Linked DNA regions of Ovis aries: region 1 is linked to region 2. A link is a contact called in public Hi-C data. All regions are on one chromosome and are shown on one strand. Each heading gives the region's core, a stretch centred on a gene start, on an enhancer-like site or on the middle of the called end of the contact. The rest is flanking DNA. Distances are from core to core; before and after follow the strand shown. Region 1 overlaps GTF2E2 (general transcription factor IIE subunit 2). Region 2 has its middle 53 kb from the start of DCTN6.

Evidence for each region. A called contact is a pair of places that touch in the nucleus more often than the background predicts.
Region 1: a contact with region 2 is called in a Hi-C map of tail adipose tissue, with 6 times the contacts expected there. The contact joins two enhancer-like sites. A contact is called at or near these places in 10 of 16 Hi-C or Micro-C datasets (blood, hypothalamus, liver and 6 more).

Annotation. Positions count from the first base shown.
Region 1 is chr26:25,854,803-25,859,125 of ARS-UI_Ramb_v3.0, forward strand. The region is part of intron 6 of GTF2E2 (general transcription factor IIE subunit 2); the gene reads right to left. Among named protein-coding and RNA genes, the nearest start is that of SMIM18, 52 kb to the right of the region's middle. Within about 2 kb of position 1,434, at least 6 of the 54 cell types and tissues checked have an H3K27ac peak or open chromatin away from gene starts, as enhancers often do.
Region 2 is chr26:25,509,850-25,513,951 of ARS-UI_Ramb_v3.0, forward strand. No RefSeq gene overlaps it. Among named protein-coding and RNA genes, the nearest start is that of DCTN6, 53 kb to the left of the region's middle. Within about 2 kb of position 1,647, at least 5 of the 54 cell types and tissues checked have an H3K27ac peak or open chromatin away from gene starts, as enhancers often do.

The DNA.
Region 1 (4,323 bases), core at 184-2,683, 340 kb after region 2:
TTTTCTGTCATAGGTGCAAAAACTAAAATGAAATAAACTGGTATAAATTTTATTAAAATCAATGAAAGAAAAATTAAAATCAAGATAATCTTTATGTTCTGGAAGGCTGGCAAAGTCAACTAAAAACATCCAGTATTGGTGAAGGTCAAGAAATGGAAACCTCTGCATAAAGACTGGTCTCCTAAAATAGGTTGGGCATTAGGCAGGCTACTGAAATTTTTTCAAGTATGCCTTATCTTTTTTTTGTCCCATCAATTATACTTTAAGAAAACAAAATAAGATAACTAGGCAAAGTGTACATACAATATATTTATATAGAAGGATTGAGCATTATTTATAAAGCTTACAATAGCATATAGCAAAAAAATTAAATTTTTCTCTGTGGAACATCAGAAAAAATCTTTTAAAGTATGGTCATATCTGGAATACCATATAGCTATTAGGAAATGAACTAAGACAGCATCAGGGCCCCAGGCAGAGTGGCTAGCCACTGGGAGGAGTCCTGGATTCTAAGGATAAAGCTGAAATTGCTGAAGCTTCCAGGCAGAAAAAAAACAATTTACTGGCAATCAGAAGGAACAACCAGATTGTCATCAGACTTCCTCCAAGGAACACCACCTAACATTACCTCACTGCCACAGATCAGCAATTCCAACTAACTGCTAAACTGACTTGGTTTCTTTGCTATCTGTATAGCTCAGTTGGTAAAGAATTCGCCTGCAATGCAGGAGATCCTACTTCAATTACTGGGTCAGGAAGATCCACTGGAAAAGGGATAGGCTACCAACTCCGGTATTCTTGGGCTTCCCTTTTGGCTCAGTTGGTAAAGAATCTGCCCGCAATACAGGAGACCTCGGTTGGGAAGATCTGCTGGAGAAGGGAAAGGCTACCCACTCCAGTATTCTGACCTGGAGAATTCCATGAACTATATAGTCCATGGAGTTGCAAAGAATCAGACACGACTGAGCGACTTTCACTCGCTTCACTAACCAACTGCCAAGCCACAGATTCACTGAGTGAAGATTAAACCAAGGATTTTGGTACTACTTTATATTTTTAATGCTGCTAATAGTAGCCAGCCTGATGTTACTATTATTCTTACTATGTGTCAGGTTCCATTCCAAGCTCTAAGCATTTTTATTTATATTTACTCATTTAAACCTCATAAGGACCACAAATGAACAGACACCATTATTCCTATTTTATACTGGATTGGCTGAAAAGATCATTCAAGTTTTTCCATAGCATCTTGCAGAAAATCCAAACAAACTTTCTGGCCAACCCAACAGATAAGAAATCTCAGACAGAGCATCTTGTCTTCGCTAGTAAGCAGCAGAGCCAAGATTTATACCAACAGATCAATTACTCAGCCCACCCTCTGGACCTCTGCATTTATACTGCCGCTAAATTAGTAAGATTCTGACTTAAGGAAATAGGCACCTTTGTGAAATAAAACACATACCAAGGTTCAACTACTCTGGATTCACTTATCTATTTAATGTTTTAAATTACCACACAACAGACTCTCTCCGTACTTATGCTATGTCTCATTTTTGGACGTCTGCTTCTATCACAGAACGAACGAAGGGTGAGTCTTCAGTGTGACTGGAAAGCTTGCCCACTCAAGATGTCCTCTCTACAGCTAAGACTGCCACCTAGTGGGCTAGAACAAACAGCCTCATCAGCACAAAACAAAACATTTTGAGAAACAAAACACAAAAGAAGAGACAGATGGACACAGAGAAAGACAGATGTTAAAATATGCATCACTTTTCAATAGATCTTCTCTGGAAACACATAATGTAAGTCAATAACAGAAAACCTCAGTTTTTAAAATTAAGTGATTTAGGCAACACCAACACTTTCAACTAATGGGCATCTCAGCCCTGAGCTTCCTGTGGTAGCTGTGACCCCCAGGGCTCTACAGCACGGTTATGAACACCACAGTGACATGCTGTGTGGCATGTTGCACCATATGTGTACCCGTGTCATTCCTCCTTCTGCCTGGGCTCAAGGACAGAAATCTTATTCACTTTGCTATATTTGCTATCACTGAATGTGCTGAAGAACACATGAAAAGAAGCTTGAAGACAACATACTGTAGCATTTCTGTTTTATAAATGTAAACTATACCTTTAATATAACCCGGGCAATTCCACTCTCCAGGGAACCAGTGGTGATGTCTAGATACATTTTGGGGACTCACACTGTGGGGGAAAGTCTGCTACTGGCACCGAGAGCAGCCTGTGATGCTGCTAATCGTCCCACAATGCACTGTGACAGCCGTGACTCCAAAAAAAGTATCCAGCTCCAAATGTCAACACTGCCAAGGTTGAAAAATCATGCTTCCTCCCAATCATCTTTAGTAAAAAGTACACAGATTAATGATAAATATAAATTTATAATAAACTGATAACACCACTAATAACTAATAAAAGATGATACCACTCTAACGGCAAAAAGCAAAGAGGAACTAAAGAGCTTCTTAACAAGGGTCAAAGAAGAGTGTGAAAAAGTCAGCTTAAAACTCAATGTTAAAAAAACTAAGATCATGTCGCTCAGTCGTGTCCGACTCTTTGCGACCCGTGGACTGTAGCCCACCAAGCTCCTCCGTCCATGGGATTCTCCAGGCAAGAATACTGGAGTGGGTTGCCATTTCCTTCTCCAGGGGATCTTCTGGAACCAGGGATCGAACCCAGGTCTCCCACATTGCAAGCAGACGCTTTAACCTCTGCACCACCAGGGAAGCCCCTGATCATGGCACACTTCATGGTAAATAGAAGGGGAAAAGTGACAGATTTCCTCTTCTTGAGATCCAAAATCACTGCGGATGGTGACTGCAGGCATGAAATTAAAAGACTATTGCTTCTCAGTAGCAAAGTTATGACAAAACAAAAGCTATGACAGTGTGTTAAAAAGCAAAGACATCTCTTTGCCAACAAAGGTCCGCATAGTCAAGGCCTACGGGTTTTCCAGTAGTCATGTACAGAAGTGAGAGCTGGATAGTAAAGAAAACAGAGAGCCAAAGAGCTGATGCTTTCAAACTGTGGTGCTGGAGAAGACTCTTGAGAGTCCCTTGGACTGCAAGATCAAACCAGCCAATCTTAACAGAAATCATCCTTGAATACTCTTTGGAAGGACTGAGCTGAAGCTCCAATACTTTGGCCACCTGATTCTTAGCCACCTGATTCTAACAGCTGACTCACTGGACAAGATCTTGATGCTGGGAAAGACTGAAGGCAGAAAGAGGTGACAGAGGGTGAGATAGTTAGATGGCATCACCAATTCAACAGACATGAACTTGGACAAACTCAGAGATGGTGAGGGACAGGGAAGCCTGGTGTGCTGCAGTCCATGGGACTGCGAAAAGTTGGACACGACTTGGCGACTGAACAACAAAATAAGAAACTGAGCTAGAACCCAACTGTGGTTTACATATATCAAGTATTTCTTATATTGGTTAAGTACACACTTGATTTTCTAGGAATATATGGTGCATAATGTATATGAATATACTATCATTAACCTCTGTATATCACAGAACAGCTATACTTTGTATGAATTTTTTTAGAACTTTACCAAGAATTTTTATCACTTTAGGAAAATACTAATTATGAATGGTATTTTCATAAACGAATGAATCACACATTTATTGAATCAAATGAATCATACATTAGTTCACTTGTAGCTATAACATTCAATGGTTAATTCTACATAAAAATGTAAACAACTTCTTCATTTATATTCTGGTCTGTGTAAGAAAAACAGTCCACTGAACCTGATTAAATAATTAAGAACCACCAGGTTAACAAAAAAAAAAAAATCAGTCATTCAGCGTTTGCTGTTTTCTACCTGAAAGATCTCTCCCTGCACAACTGCACACATGGGCACTGTCCTAACACTTCACCAGGCTGGCTCCAGCTCATTCTTCCTCTTTTTTCCCACAGTGGTCTTTTCTGAGCTCCACCCTGTTTTTATTTTGTGTGATATCATCTGCAATCAGTTTTTATTTTGTGTGATATCATCTATTTTCCCCTTCAGAATATAAGTAAGCTCCACAAAGGCTAAAACTATCCTATGCTGTTCACCACTGTACCTCCTACATTACCAAGATGACCAAAGAAGGCAACAGGAAATCGATAAGTATTTGTCGAAACATGGATTCATGAATAAATGATAACAGACTGTAACAAAACTCTCATAATGTATCAACTAGAGAGTAAAAAGAGAATGAAGTTGATAAACTGATACCACGAATAAGCAAACTACTTAAAGATTATAAGGAGAAATACTTTATATATGAATAACCAAAAGTAAATTATA
Region 2 (4,102 bases), core at 397-2,896:
GGGTGGCCAGTTACCAGTTCATCAAGGGTTTTAAAAATCATCTCAAAAATGAGTTCTTTTGTCATTTGCAGAGGCCAGGAGAAGAGTTTTAAGGAAAGGGTGGGAGAAGGGATAGGAATGGAGCCTACTATGAACTGTTTTCCCTCCAAGGCTTAACCAAATGCCCGCTCTCCTCCACGCACAGACCCTCTCCTAAAGGCCTCATCATCTTACATCCATCTCCCTTCCTGTGATTCCCGAAGCACTTTTTATCTGGGCATTCATCTTAAGTTTAGTCATATGTTGTATTAGAAATCTGTGATGGCTTACAAAAATATGAAATTGAAAAGACTTTTAAAACTCAGGTATATTGTCACAGAGAAGTACATGGTCTTATCCCGTTGCTAAAAGGGATCAGAAAGTTTCTCTGAGTGTCCTTCCTGGAGGCAGAAGTTAAAGGGCAAAGGACCATTGCAGGGGCTACACGGCGTCCTTAGGGGTGATCAGACTGGTTTTTAGGAATAGAACATCTTCTCTCAAAACAAAATTGAGAAAAATCTCCCCTGTGTGTCCAGCCAAAAACCTCAGAGTACTGTCTCATCTGAGAAAACGGCTAATCTCTTATGACACTGTGGGCTTTTTGTTTGGTTTGGTTGTGGTTCCTTGTTTTGTTTTGTTTTAATCAAAATCACAAGCTGGCTCAAATAACTTACTCCTTTAATAGAAATGAGAAAAGTGTGCGCACGCGCGTGTGTGTGTGTGTGTGCGCGTGTGTGTTAGTCGCTCAGTCGTGTCCGACTTTGCAATCCCATTTACTGTAGCCCTCCAGGCTCCTCTGTCCATGGCATTCTCCAGGCAAGAATACTGGAGTGGGTTGCCATGTCCTTCTCCAGGGGATCTTCCTGACCCAGGGATCAAACCCAGGTCTCCTGCATTGCAGGCAGACGTTTTAACCTCTGAGCCACCAGGGAGGCTCCGAGGAAAGTGTAAGCCCATGCAAATAGACAAGAAAGAAAGACAAGAGGCAGGAAAGGGCACAAGAGGCTTCCCCGCCCCGACAATAACAGACCATTTTACCAAAAAGTCGGCTGTTGTCCTTCCTTCCCAGCGGGGGGCTGTGACTGGGCACCCAGCTGCATCTTCTCTGTAACCCCTTCTCCATTTCTTTAGGGGTCGCGAGGTTCCTTGTCCCTGCCTCCGATTAGGGGCTCCTCCCAGGCCTGACTGTCACCAGCCTCTTCTTCTATACACAGGTCCTCAGGAAATGGTATGCTGGCCTCTGGGTGCAGAACCTCCACTCTTGTTTGGCTTGCTGTCTTGCTGCAGCTGGTAGATGACCTTGTAGTTTTATGTGCAGAAAAGCTCCTGTTGGGCTCCAGCCAGGCGAGTCACCGCTCAAAGAAGGGGTCCAGCTGGGCCATCAGACTCTTCAGGTGTCACCCTGTCTGGGCCAGCTGTTGTGTCAGTTGGACCAGCTCTTGAACAGGTATTTTTTAGAAGCTTATCGAGAGTAAAGGACAGAAACGTTTAAAAAAAAAAAATGCACCTTAAATTTCCACACCAAGAACCATGTCTAAAGTTTTCTGCCTCCCTCCTACAGCACCCATCACAATGACTGGCCCAGAGTAGTTCCCAACTTTTCTTATTTATCACAAGGTCGCTGTCTTCCCATTTGTAACTTTAAACAGTGTTTAACAACTTCATCTCTTCTTCCCTGGAGTCGCAGCCTGCGCAAGGCTGCGGGGTTCCAAGTGGCCAGCAGGTGTCGCCAGCTAACACAATTCTGAGAAGCCAGAACACGTGAAATTCTTTTTCTCTGAAAACTTTCCATGGACCCTTAATGTGGGCTATGTAAAGTCCAAATTCCTAACCAGGACATCCCAGGCTCTTCAGATTTAATCCAATTCACTTTTTATGGCTTTAGTTCTTACCAGTTCAGGCATCCATTCAATCAATCAGGAAAGGCTTATTGAATTTTTTTTTTTTTTTTTAAATCAGGTGATTTGCTGGGGGCTGGAGATAAAAAGATGACAGAGATTTCATCTCTGCTTTGGAGAAGCTCTCTGCCTACTCCACCTCAGAAAGCAATGTAGGGTTAAGCTGCTATGTTAAAGAGACGTCTATCTACACACACATACATAGTGGCTTAAATTAATTTATTTCTCACACCAGAGACCAGAGTGGTCCAGATTGGTGGGTCAGCTGGGGTTCTGGCTTCTTCTCATCCTGTTGTGTGTCATCATCTGTAGGATATTATCCTTAGTTCAGTTTAGTCGCTCAGTTGTGTCCAACTCTTTGCGACCCCATGGACTGCAGCACGCCAGGCCTCCCTCTCCATCACCAACTACCGGGGTTTACTCAAACTCGTGTCCATTGAGTCGGTGATGCCATCCAGCCATCTCAACCTCTGTCATCCCCTTCTCCTCCCCCTTCAATCTTTCCCAGCATCAGGGTCTTTTCAAATGAGTCAGTTCTTCGCATCAGGTGGCCAAAGTATTGCAGTTTCAGCTTCAACATCAGTCCTTCCAATGAATGTTCAGGACTGATTTCCTTTAGGATGGACTGGTAAGGATATTATCCTTAACTGCACAGGCACTGCTGGGTCATAACCATATCCATGCTTCAACCTATGAAAGGAAAAGAGAAAAAGAGGAGGGTAGGCAATTCCCTTTCAAGCAGCAAACACAGAAGTTGCACCTACCCTTTTACTCACATTCCGGGGCAGGGACCTAGTCCTGCGGCCACATCTAGCTGCAAGGAAGGCTAGGAAATGTAGTCTTTAACTAAGCAGCAGCACGCCCAGCTAGCAATAACTTGCAACTACCAGTCTGGTCAAAAGCATGTCTTTTTTCATATAACCTAACTTTACTTTTCTTTAAACTTAAAAAAAATTTTTTCAGCAGAGCTCTGCAGCATGTGGTATCTTAGTTCCCTGACCAGGAATGGAACCTGTGGTCCCTGCACTGGAAGCTCAGAGTCTTAACTACTGGATTGCCAGGGAAGCCCTCAACCTAAATAGATTCTTGAAACAGTTTGTGTATGTTCTACTTTGCTGTCAATAGTAATTGTACTGTCAGGGTTTAGGAATGCTAGTTCATGGGAATTTGTGGTGACTAATAGCAGTTTACCATGCATGTTTCATATTCATGAAGAAGTGAAGTGAAGTCGCTCAGTCGTGTCCGACTCTTTGCGACCCCGTGGACTGTAGCCCACCAGGCTCCTCTGTCCATATTCGTGAGACATACCTATTTCTGCCCAGGAGAAATGATAATGACTACAATGACAACTGAGGATAAAATTCAGTGAAATGAAACTTAAAATCCAGTTTATTTCCCACTCAAGAAGATATGACATCTGAGTTAGTCTCTTGAGACTGTTCGGGTAGGAAAGGAGGAAGAACATTCTAGAATGTGAACAGCGCCTATAGAGACTTGTAGTCATAGAGAGGCCAGCTATAGTGGTACATTGGTTATGGGGCGTGAGTATGTGTATGGGGAAGGGAGGCAGGAGAGAAAATGGAAAAATAGACTAGAATCAGATCATGCTAGGCTTCCTACTCCAAACTAAGGAACTTGGATTTTACTCTGCAAAGTAGTTGCTTTGGAGGTACTTCCCAGTCCAAGAGCCACGCTCAGATCCCAAACTTTCTGTCACTGTACGTGGGTGGGCTCCTGGCAGCCGGTGTGAGAATGTGACCCAACCGTTTGACTTGTGAGACTGTGAGTGGAGATAACGTAGCAAAGGTATGTGTGTGTGCCTGTTGTCTGTTCTTATTGGAAATTACTTGTGTGCGTTATGAAATCAATAGGAAAGATCCAGAAGCCAAAGGTGAGAACAGGAGAGAGATTTATGTTCCTCTGAAGGGCTCTTGGCCAAGATTCAAGGCAGGATTGAAGGACTGCGCTTTCATGGGAGGGTTGTCATCCCTGCCATAATGAGAGGACGAGAAAGGAAAAGACAGGCTTTCATTTGGTGCTGGGAAGAAGAGGTGGCTGTCGCTGTCCCCATTTCTGTGTCTCTGTATGGTAGAAGCAAGATCACTTCCTGAGTGAGGCAATCTGAGGAGAGTAGAGTGGGTTCAAAACCGTGCTTGTGAGAGTGAGTGGACTGGCACACCTAGTAG